2 separate regions of the Mus musculus genome follow, and region 2 is linked to region 1. Evidence: chromatin contacts called from public ChIA-PET data. All regions are on one chromosome and are shown on one strand. The core of a region is the stretch at or near the end of the contact, and the rest is flanking DNA. Distances in the headings are between cores, read along the strand shown.

What was found. ChIA-PET counts read pairs in DNA pulled down with a chosen protein or histone mark.
Region 2: a contact with region 1 is called in an RNA polymerase II ChIA-PET map of memory CD8 T cells, with 59 read pairs. The contact joins the enhancer-like site here to the promoter of Tnfrsf14 in region 1. A contact is called at or near these places in 2 of 484 Hi-C or Micro-C datasets (both in CD8 T cells), 4 of 115 datasets of contacts at active chromatin or transcription factors (bone marrow-derived dendritic cells, memory CD8 T cells, microglia and 1 more) and 1 of 9 other capture datasets (liver).

Annotation. Positions count from the first base shown.
Region 1 is chr4:154,925,620-154,931,084 of GRCm38.p6, reverse strand. It overlaps Tnfrsf14 (tumor necrosis factor receptor superfamily, member 14 (herpesvirus entry mediator)), which reads left to right and starts at 3,008. Exons shown (of 8, transcript NM_178931.2): 1 at 3,008-3,107; 2 at 3,838-3,946; 3 at 4,361-4,486. The coding sequence starts at 3,039.
Region 2 is chr4:155,215,086-155,220,550 of GRCm38.p6, reverse strand. All of the region lies in intron 1 of Ski (ski sarcoma viral oncogene homolog (avian)), which reads left to right. Among named protein-coding and RNA genes, the nearest start is that of Ski, 4.7 kb to the left of the region's middle. Within about 2 kb of position 2,615, at least 144 of the 459 cell types and tissues checked have an H3K27ac peak or open chromatin away from gene starts, as enhancers often do. A contact at or near this core is called in CD8 T cells, liver, memory CD8 T cells and 2 more, where this site is marked.

The DNA.
Region 1 (5,465 bases), core at 1,759-4,258:
TCCAGCTAACCAGAACCACAGAATCTTCATAATCAAAACAGAAATGGCCCTGAAAAGAGTCTTTAATTTTCCCTCTGAAATTTCACAAACCAGACCTCCATCTTCTACACTGTTCTCAACATTATCTTCCGAGCTCCTATACAACATCTGACAGAGCTCTTAACAGCGAATGGATCTTCAAGCCCAAAGTTCCAAAGTCCTTCCACAGTCCTCCCCAAAACATGGTCAGGTTGTCACAGGAATACCCCATTCTGCTGGTACCAATTTGTCTTAGTCAGGGTCTCTATTCCTGCACAAACATCATGACCAAGAAGCAAGTTGGAGAGGAAAGGGTTTATTCGGCTTACACTTCCATGCTGCTGTTCATCACCAAAGGAAGTCAAAACTGGAACTCAAGCAGGTCAGGGAGCAGGAGCTGATGCAGAGGTCATGGAGGGATGTTCTTTACTGGCTTGCTCAGCCTGCTCTCTTATAGATCCCAAGACTACCAACCCAGAGATGGCACCACCCACAAGGGGCCTTTCCCCCTTGATCACTAATTGAGAAGATGCCTTACAGCTGGATCTCATGGAGGCATTTCCTCAACTGAAGCTCCTTTCTCTGTGGTAACTCCAGCGGTGTCAAGTTGACACAAAACTAGCCAGTACAGATGGACAACTGGGTATTTCCCACTCAGCCATGCACTACATGATGTCTGTAAGTCCTGTATCTTGCTCCTGATTTCCCAAGAGGATGATGATCTTGGATTGTGCATCACTGGGAATGGTGGCTTGGGAGCCTAGTGGAGGTCTTGTGGGGCTGTACCAGGCTCAGGGATCTCACCTACCTCATCAGAATCCTCTGGCTTCCCACCCTGGGGCATGTCTCTGAGAGCCCACAGATATGGAAACATGCTTGCAGTCCAGAGCCTTCTGTGTGTTCTGAGGTACCTATGAGCTGTGGGGCTTTGGCCATTTCCCAGTATTCATCTGTGGGATGGGGTAAAATATCTGCCTCCTCACTAGATACCCCCACATCACTGTGTTGGACTGTCAGAGGCTGTCCACTCTGCATTGTCTACTACAGAGGCACACAGATGGCTGTGTGGAACAGCCTCTGTAACATACGGCATACTCTTCTGTGTCCCTTTGGGGTGGGATTCTGGAGGACTGTGGACTAGAACATTGGCTAGTTTCATGTCAACTTGACACAAGCTAGACTCATCTGAAAGGAGGGACTTACAGCCCGTAAGATCAGGCTGTAAGGCATTTTCTAATTAGTGACTGATGGGGAGGGTTCAGCTCATTGTGAGTGGTGCCATCCCTGGGCTTGTGGTCCTGAATTTTATAAGAAAGCAGGCTGAATAAGTCATGGATAACAAGCCAGTAAGGAGCATCCCTCCATAGCCTCTGCATCAGTTTCTGTCTCTAGGCATCAGCCCTTTTTGAGTTCCTTTCCTGACTTCCTCTGGTAACTTACAATGTGGAAGTGTAACCCAACCAACCCTCGCTTCCTCATGTTGCTTTTGGTTATGGTGTTTCATCACTACAATAGTAACCAAAACTCAGAGTCAAAACCCAGAGAGAGCTGTCGTTGGGTCAGGGCCAGGTGTCCTCTAGCCTGGCTCACAGGGTTCATTGGAACAGGGTGTGTTGTTCTGGGTGTGGGCAGGTCCCAGCTATGAGGGAAATCAGTCCAGGGCCAGCCAAACCTATGAGGGTGGTGACCGATTCAGCTGGAGCAATAATTTGTGGTTAGTTTTAACGGTCAGTCGAGGGGTTGAGAGACGCACAGTAGCCCTGGTCAAAGAATCTTGGAGGAGCTTCATGTTCTGTGCGCCTTTGGGGTTCCTTATTTCTCTTTGGAGCCTCGTGACCAAGCCAGCTCAGCCAGTCAACAGGGTCTCAAGGGAGGGAGTGAGTATTGAAAAAGAAAACAGACAACACTATAACCTGACTCCAGCCCGTACCGCGGCTGAAGCAGCTGTTTCTCTCCCGCCTGCTTTTATATCATTCTAGGTTTATGCAACAAAACAAAACAAAAACAAACAAACAAAACCCATGGTCAGTTCTTAGATCAAAGACAAAGCAACCAAGTAAACAAGTAGTAAACAAGGAGACCACACAAGAGAGTGACCAAGGATGTGACAAGTAGTAAGCGCAAGGATGACACAAGGCTAACGTTAAGTGGTCAGCAAAGCAGTAAACAAAGCCCCGTGGTCATTGTTTCTGACATGCCGACTTCTTTGTCTGAGCCCAGTGACAGATGCCAGATTCCTAGAAGCACCAAAAGCTCTCAACAGCCTAGGTCTGTAGTAGGCCCCCACCCCATGACCTCAGCCAGTCTGTGGGCTGAGGAAGCCCAGCATACTACCCTGTAGTCCTACTCAAAGCCCCCATCCTCATCTGCAAAAGGAAAATTAGTCTGCTCCGCCTAGTCCCGCTCAGGGGCCAGTTAGAGAAGCCCATAGCCTGCTCAAAGATGATAAGAAACCCTGCTTCACCCTTAGAAGATAAAGAAGGCTGGCTCCTGTTCCTAGCGCCGAATGTGCTCAGAAGCGTATAGGCTGAAGAAGCGGGCAGTGATAAATTGGTAATGGGGATAACCCTGACGTGGTGTCTGGGAAGTGACTGGAAGCTTAAAGGGGGAGGGTCCGGTGAGAGGGGTGAGTTGGGAGGTAGGTCAAAAGATCAAGTTCCCAGTTCCCTGAGGCTGAGAGGTTCCTATTTCAGTTTGTCTGTCAGAAAATTCAAGGTAAGCACCGAGGTGTTTGTAGTGACCTGGGAGACAGACATACTTCCAGAGGGTATATATACAGGCTGGGAAAACTTGCTAGTGTCCCTGTATGGAGTCTGAAGCTGAGGCTCTGTTTGGACTTTAGGGCCCTCCCAGCACCACGCCCCGTGTGTACTTAATGTGCTCCATCTGCCTCTAACAGACTTCAGTCAGAGAGACTATTTTTTCTTTCATTTTCACTTTTCCTTGCCAAGGCTCATGAGAGTGTGTGAGGAGGTTCAGAGCCCATGGGGCTCTTGGCCTGAAGTTTCTTGATCAAGAAAATGGAACCTCTCCCAGGATGGGGGTCGGCACCCTGGAGCCAGGCCCCTACAGACAACACCTTCAGGCTGGTGAGTTCCCGAGCCCTTTACAGCCTCCAAGCTCCTTCCGGCCCAACTCCAGCCACAGCCCACCCCAGACATTTCCTGTCCCTTAGCTCTGTCTGGGCAGCTAGCTCACGGGGCTTTATGCTGCTTGGATCTGCAAATCTCTGGAGATAATTGATAACAACCTCAGGTTGGGAGGCTACAGGAAGGCAGGCCTCTGCCCCTCCACTCCCGGGCCTCCACTCACAGACACCTACTATGGCTCTCTTTAAAGGGCAGGAGGTGGTGCTATGAGCATAGTAGCCCTTGGCAGAACCCTGGCTGTCTCTGGACAGGCCCTGTAGCAAGAGGCCAACCATAGGTATCTCTGTCCCTGAGGATAAGCACCCTCACAGAGTGGAGACAGAGATCAGGGCAGGCTAGCAGGAGCCAGACAGAGTGTCTATCCTGTTTGCTCAAGTAGGATATACTAACCATCAGTCAGCTGTCCCTAGGATTCTGAAGAGCCTGTTCCCAGCCCCAGCTGACCCTGCTGCCTCTCAGGTCTTACACTGTCAGGCAATGAAGGCAGAAGGTAGGTTAAGCAGGCCTGGGCCCGAGCCCCTCCTACAGAGACACTGAAGTTGTGCTGTTTCCTCACTTCAAGAAGCAGAGCATGCACTGAGGGCCTGGACCAGCCTGGTGGGGGGGTTGGGGAGGGAGAGCCATAGCGATGGAGGTAGTCCTCTCCTCCAGCACTCATCTCCTCTCCCAGGTGCCTTGTGTCTTCCTTTTGAACTTGCTGCAGCGCATCTCTGCCCAGCCCTCATGCAGACAGGAGGAGTTCCTTGTGGGAGACGAGTGCTGCCCCATGTGCAACCCAGGTGGGAGTTCCCAGGAGGAAGTGCTGTGCCAGGGAGGAACTCCTGTCCTGAGCCTCTGGGCCTCTGGGTCCTCAGTCCAACGGCTGTACAGTGTTCAGTTCAGGGATAGTCCTCGGTGTCTGGAACCTTTGAAGTTCACTGCCTGGGGTGGGCCCGGGGGGTAGGGCAGGCTTTATAACCAGAGACTGAGACTGAAAGTGGGCTGGGGTCAGAGCCAGTTCTAAGGGATTTAGGAAGCCCCATCTCTGTGTTTCTGAATTGTTCATAGAGGGCAGACAGAAGGCCAACAAGTCCTGTGGGGCTTTAGTTGTGGTTGGTGCCATACTTGCTAGACCCATGTGAGGGTACAGGGAAGGGAAGGTTTCTGTGGATTAACCCCCAACCCTGCTGAGGAACTGTGGGTCCTGGCTGCAGGTTACCATGTGAAGCAGGTCTGCAGTGAGCATACAGGCACAGTGTGTGCCCCCTGTCCCCCACAGACATATACCGCCCATGCAAATGGCCTGAGCAAGTGTCTGCCCTGCGGAGTCTGTGATCCAGGTAGGAGCACCTGAGGAGGTGGAGGTGGGGTCTGCTGGAGCACTTAGGCTCAGGCATTGGTTCTAGAAGAGGGCAACTCATGGAGGGAACCGCAGCCTGACCTTCCTGCTATTGTGGGCAGGTTCTCAGGGTGTGTCTCCCCTCCCCCCCCCCATCCCCATCACTGAGATTCTATTGCCTGCTTCTTTTTCTCCCTGTCTATCTGGTTCATGTGGGTAATGAGAGGTTCTTTCCTGCTTCAGTTTCCCTGCCCGTGAAGGAACTCTTACATGCGTTGGGACATCACTGGGGATCAATGTGGCCATTATATATATATATTTTTCCCTTCATATGAAGGAACCCAGGAAAAGCTCACTCGTAGACTGATGGCTGCCTGGGCCTGGGCAGATTTGGATGGGGACACAGGTCCTGGAATATTCGAAGCTGTAAGGTAGCCAGCGCTTCTGTTCCCACCATAGCCCCACGCTCTCCATACACTAGCCTTGGGTGACTCTGGATTTATTACAGTGCCCGCAATAAATCGGGCGGCCTCACACTCCCCACAAGGATAACCCCGTACTTACTCATAGTGTGTGAGGAGGGTTGTCCTCACCCCTTACTGAGGGTGACCCCGTGTCTATCACAGTGTGCAAATGGAGATGACCTCACCCTTATAGAAGGGGAACCTCTATACTCACACAGAGTGCCCTCATGGGGTCAGAGTGACTCTGTACCTATTCGCACAATTCCCATACACAGTCGGCTCAGACCTGGAGGCCGAAGACTGCTGATTCCCATGGACGGGATACTGAGATCCCAAGAGTCACCAGGGCACTCTGCTGGATGGCAGAGCCTACCAACTCCACACTTCCAGGGCTATGGGCACATAGATTGGAAGTCCTGCTTCCTGGAGTGGGAGAAAACAGAGGCAAGGACAATTCAGACTTGGTCAAAACCCAGGTCCTGGGCATCAAACCACTCTGTGACCCTATCAGCCCTC
Region 2 (5,465 bases), core at 1,366-3,865, 290 kb before region 1:
GCGTGTCAGAGTTGTGGGGGGAGGGGCTCTGAAGAAGGATGGTCGCCTCATTCTCTGGGGGCTGTGGAGTGTACATATGCTGTGTGTTCTTTGGCACTTTCGCCACAGCCGGGGCAGTGCACTGGGTGGGAGATGTTGCAGGCAGGTCTTCTCAGATGGACCTGGCTGTAGGGTCCCACCAGCGGAGACCTGTCTGTCTGGGGTGGTTGCACCCTTGTGTGGCTACTGTAGAGATGTGGTACTGGAGAGGCTGTGCCTCTGGGACACTTTCACGCCTCTTATCTTGGGAGCAGGCAGAGAGTCTTGTCTGAGTTGGGTGTGTCTGTGTTTGTGTTTGTCTGGTCCTGAGTGTTTGTGGTCTTTCTGTCTAGGCTTAGAGGACCAGCATGGTCCCTTTGTCCCAGCCACTGCTGAGTAGAAGACTCCTGTCTTCTCTTACAAGTCCTGTGGTGCTGGGTATGAGATTCTTGGGCTCAGGGGATTTGGTTCAGATGCCCGTGCCAGTACTGTGGGGTTAGAAGGCAGGACGGTGTGCTGAGCCATGGTCATGTGCTTGGGTCATTTCCTCCATGGTTTGTGTCTAGCTGCTCTTCTCTGTTGGCCACCCTGGGAGTGCTCTGACACCTCATTTGTTGAGTGAAGAGAAGTTTCTCAGGTGCTCTGTATCTCCAGCTCCTCTCAGGCAAGTGGTGGCTTCAGCTTGGGCTCTAGAGTTTGACCAGCTTCCGATTGTTTACTGACAAGGCACTGGTAGACTCCTCTTTCATCTTTGTAAGGTGCTCCCAGCTCTGCCATCCGTGTTGCTGCTCCCTTGACTCTGTGGGTCTGAAGTTGGGGGTTCAGGCTGGACCCGTCCTCTTCAGGACAGCCATATGTTTATCTCTGTGAACCATAGGTAACACCCAGGAAGGGGAGGTCAGTCTGGGTGCAGACCCATGGCTGCCCAGACTTCTCTTGTCCTGAGGAGTGGCCTGAGTGCCCGCTCTTGTTCACTGAACGTTGTCAGGATCCCCTTACTTCCTGCATAGCTTATGTTAACATTTGTGATCTACTGAGGAGAGCACAGAGTATGCTGGGACTGCAGGCCATGCAGCTCTTGGCGGGCCCGTGGGCTGTCTTGAACTAGGGGTGAGCTGAGTGCTTCGTGGAGAGGGGTGGGTTCTTGAACTGGTGGTAGGAAGGTGCGGAGGGCAGTGGGTTTCCTGAGTCCTTGATGCTCTCATGACACTTGGCTGCTCTGCTCTGTGGCAGCCTGCCTGGGGCGGCTTCTCTTTGACTGAGGTAGGGTCTGTTGGGATCGGGTGGGGTTGGCCTGGTGGAGGTGGAATTGTGGTTCCTGTGGTCAGTTGAGTGTGTACAGGGGTGTGGGCTGCTGTCCCCCAGGCTTCGGCATGGGCTATGATAGGTGGTCTTCTGCAATACCCTCCTGATGTCACGGGGAAACAGGAAATGTCCACTTCTGCTGGCAAAGCTTTGAAGAAAATGCCGGCTACTTGGGTGCTCAGTGAGCCGGTCCAGTCCCGCTGTGGGATCAACATTCTCACTCTCTTCCTCACTCACCGGCTATGTGAGCTTGAGCAAGTTGCTTAACCCCCTCCTCTGTGCCTCGATTTTCTGAAGCAGGTTAGGACTAATGCTTTGTTGAGCCTGTCTTGATACTGTTTTTCGTTGGGTGGTGGGGCAGGGCACAGATGGAAGGGGGCGCCTCAGAACCTTCCCTTCCATCCAGTAGCTTCCTGGACAGTTCTCTCTTACTCTTGGCTTGCTTGGTAGCTGTTGGGCTTCCCACAGAGTCAGGGTATCTGCATAAAAAGGAAAATGGGCAGTGGCCCTTTGAGCTGCCTGCCACTCTGTGTACCTGTGGGACTTGGCTGATGTCCCACAGGAAGATTGGTAGTTACTAGCAGCTGTCTTTTCAGGCCAGCCACCGAAGTCTCCTTCCGGTCTCCTCCTGGCTAGAACAGGATCCTCCCTGTGGGTCTGAGAAGTGGGCTTTGGTGTGGAGTGACTTGGGTTGTTGTAGGTTACGGCATCTCTGTTCTGAAGCCTGGATTCTCGGGACTTTGTTCTGGCACCTGACACCACTTAATGTAGACTTGTCGGGGTTCCTCAGAGTGGGACAGCAGGACTGACGGCACGGTTCTTAGTTCCACACCTAGTCAGATGGTCAGCTTTTAGGGAGCACTGAGCCCTGGGTGTGTTTAGGACATGGCTGTGGCTGTAGGGTGCAGAGCTGGTGTGGTGTGCTAGGTTCAGGAGTCTTCTGAGTGGACTGTGATTTGCTCTTTTGGTTTTCTTGGGATAGGGCCTTGTCTCCCGAGAGGTGGGATCACAGTCGTGTATCACTGCCCAGTTGGGGTTTTTCCTTCCAGGAAGATTGCCTTAGGAGAGGACAGTGCCAGTAAGCTGGGACCCTGTCTCCTGGACACCTGCAGGTCTTGGTGGTTCTTCAAAAGGTCAACTGCACTTAGTTCACTGGGTTCTTTTTGAAGAGTGTTCAACTTTCTTAGAGTTGGTATTGATTTTTCCCCTTCAGATGCGTGGGCCAAGAATATGACCCGGAGGTCAGGCCCTGGTCCAGGAAAGAAGGGTGCTCTCTGGGTCTAGGATGGCTGCCAGGTGGTGGTTCCAGTCCAAGGCCAGTAGGTCTTCCGAGAGTGGGACAGCAGTTTGGGAGTGGTCTCTAGGACACCATAGCCAGCTGTGCGTGGAGGGGTTAATGAGTGTTGGTGGAAGCCCACCTCTGAGAGGGCCACGTTCTTACAGCATAGCCTTTCAGGCTGTTTGTCCATCAATCTTGATACCTTCTGGGGCTCCTCTGGGAGCCATTTGGGTCCCTCACCATCTGGAGGAAGCAGGGTCATTGAGTAGCCCTCACCTTTGTCCCCGGATGCCCACTGAAGGCCCCGTCATCAAGAAGCTTCCAAGAGTAAGGTCATTGACTCTCTGCCGTTTCTCAACCTCCCCTGCAGCTGGTTTGTGTAATGTCTGTCTGAAGTGTTTAAGGGCAGACAGGATGTAGAGGGTGAGGAAGTCTGGGCCAAGTGTGAACCCAGCCCTGCCCTAGAGCAGAGCCTCTCCATCCCCCCCCCCCACCCCCCCCAGGTCGGAGCCTCTGTCTTTGCAGCCCCAGAAAGGAGGCTGCGGTTGAGGGGTTTGCCTGCCCTGCTGTCTGGCAGGAGGCGAGGTGGCCATGGCTGGGGCTGGATTCTGCAACAGTGTCTCTTTCTAAGGATTGCGAAAGTTGAGGCAAGGTTTCTCCTTCAGAAGAATTATGCAAGTTTCAACTGAAATGTTTTTTAAAAGTTTCTTTGTTTTGAATCAAAGCTAAGTTACTTCTGTGAGATCTAGAAGAGCTGAGCAGTGAGGGGAGCCTCTCTTGCCTTCTCCCTGGCGCCAGGGAAGAGAAAGGAAGCGTGGAGCTGGGTGTCAGGTAGATGGCGGCTGAGAGGTGCTTTGCCCCTGGTGCTCTGTGTGGTCAGTAGCCACTGTAGCCACTGATGGATCCTGTCATGCTGACTTGTCTACACTACTCCATCAAGAGTGTCTCCCACCTTCTCCTGTGACCCCGTGGAGTTCTGGTCCCTTTTCTAGATCAAGGATTGTGCTCCGACGATCTTGCTGCCTTTTGAGGTACTTTGAGAGGTTATCCTGGGTCACCCTCTGGAAGCACCCCTGTCACCAGGGCCACCACGTAGTAAGCTCACAGATTGCTTACTACATGTACAGATTGCTCACAGAGCTGCTCTCTCTGTACATAAGGCCCTGTCCCCAAGCTTCTGTGCTACTGCCTAGAGATCCCTGGGTTCTAGACTCACAGCTGCCAGTATCCTCTTATTCCTGAAACAGGACCAAGATTTGGAAGTGGAATGATAGTAAAGTCAGGGCAGAAGCCTGTGGCCCTCAAGGGACATGTGCACCTGGTTACAGTACTTGGTACTGACCAAGTGTCCTGTGAGTAGATTTGGCTATGCTTGTCTACATTCTTTTGAGTCACTGACCTGTTTGTGTGGAAACAGATAAAGGGATCTTGGCAAGAGCCCAGAGTCACCCAAGATCTGTTGCGCTGTTTGGCGTCTCTGATTTTACTTTTTTGGCTTCTGATGCCTGAAAGAATGCCAGGACTTCAGTAACAGGGGATGAGGTGCCACACCATAGCCACCCAGGCTCTTGTGTGCACTGTGGGAGCTGTCTGTGGTGGCATGGTGTGTTTTGTTTCTGGCTTCTGGGAATGAGTGGGGGCTGATCACAGCTGGGTCTCTGGGCAGTGGGCGTGGAAGGCTGATTCACTGGAAGTGAGCAGTCACTGCGGGCAGGCCCCAGTGCCCAGATCTCCATGGTTGCAGAAGGGAAGGTTGGATTGTCCTTAGTACAGTTCTTTGCTTATCCATCTCGTCGAGGGCTCTGAAGAAGGCTGCTCTTGCGCATATGTCGTGGGGGATACCTGGACCCCGTTTCCAGTTGGAGTGCTTGGAAAGCCCTAGAATGTTTCCCTTGGCTGGAGCTGTGAGCATTGATGTTCTTCCCAGCCCTCTCTCTGCTGGCTGTGGCTTCCTCTGGAATGTCCGCTGGTCACTGTGAAAGAGGTGGCTCTTGTTGGAAACGGCTTCCTGTAGCTCCCACTGTGCTAGCATTTCAGGGAAAGGCAGTGGCCTGGCATGAGTGTTGGGACCTGGTGGAGGCGATGGTGTGCAGTGAAGACTTGTGGGCTGGCAAGTGGGGCTGACCCAAGGGCCAGGGTGATAATTGGGCTCTGATGTGACCCTTCCCCTTCCTGACTTCCCATGAGTTTAGGTGTGAGGAAGGCCCATCTATACCACATGACACGTGATAGTATGGGGGTGGGGTGGGGAGGCGGGACTGAAGTTTCCCAGAGTGGGTTTAACCAGTTAGGTGAGGAGTTGGGGCTATACCTCAAGAATAACTGGTGTCATGTGGTGCTGCTCTGATGCTGTTGTTACACGTGATTTTGTAGTCCCTCTACACTGTCTGCTGATGGTCCCCGCCCATTGTCAGTGGACACGCTGTTTTTAAGTGTAGCGTTGTCTGTCCACAAGTAACACTTGTAAGTCTATAAGTAGCCAGAGTGAGAAGTGGCTGTTGCCCTCGCAGACCCCTCAGCCTATAGTAGGCGTTGCTGGCCTTGCTGCTGGGAAGGCCAGTCAGTGGGCGGCTGCCAGCAGCGTCCCTTGGCTCTGCACTCAAAGTAACATGGGGATGTTTTTGTTTTGACTATGGAATGTGGCCCTTTGCTTGTAGACAGAGGTTCTTGGTGCCTGCTAGTTTTATTTTTACTTTTGTGTGTGCATGGTGTGTGTGTGTGTGTGTGTGTGTGTGTATGCACGCATGCTCTGTTTGTGAAGCCAGAAATTGGTGTTGGTGCCCCTCTGTCCTTCCCCACCTCATTTTGAGACTAAGTGTCTCTGGCTCTGCTGTTTTGGCTAGCCGAGCTGGCTAGTGAGCAC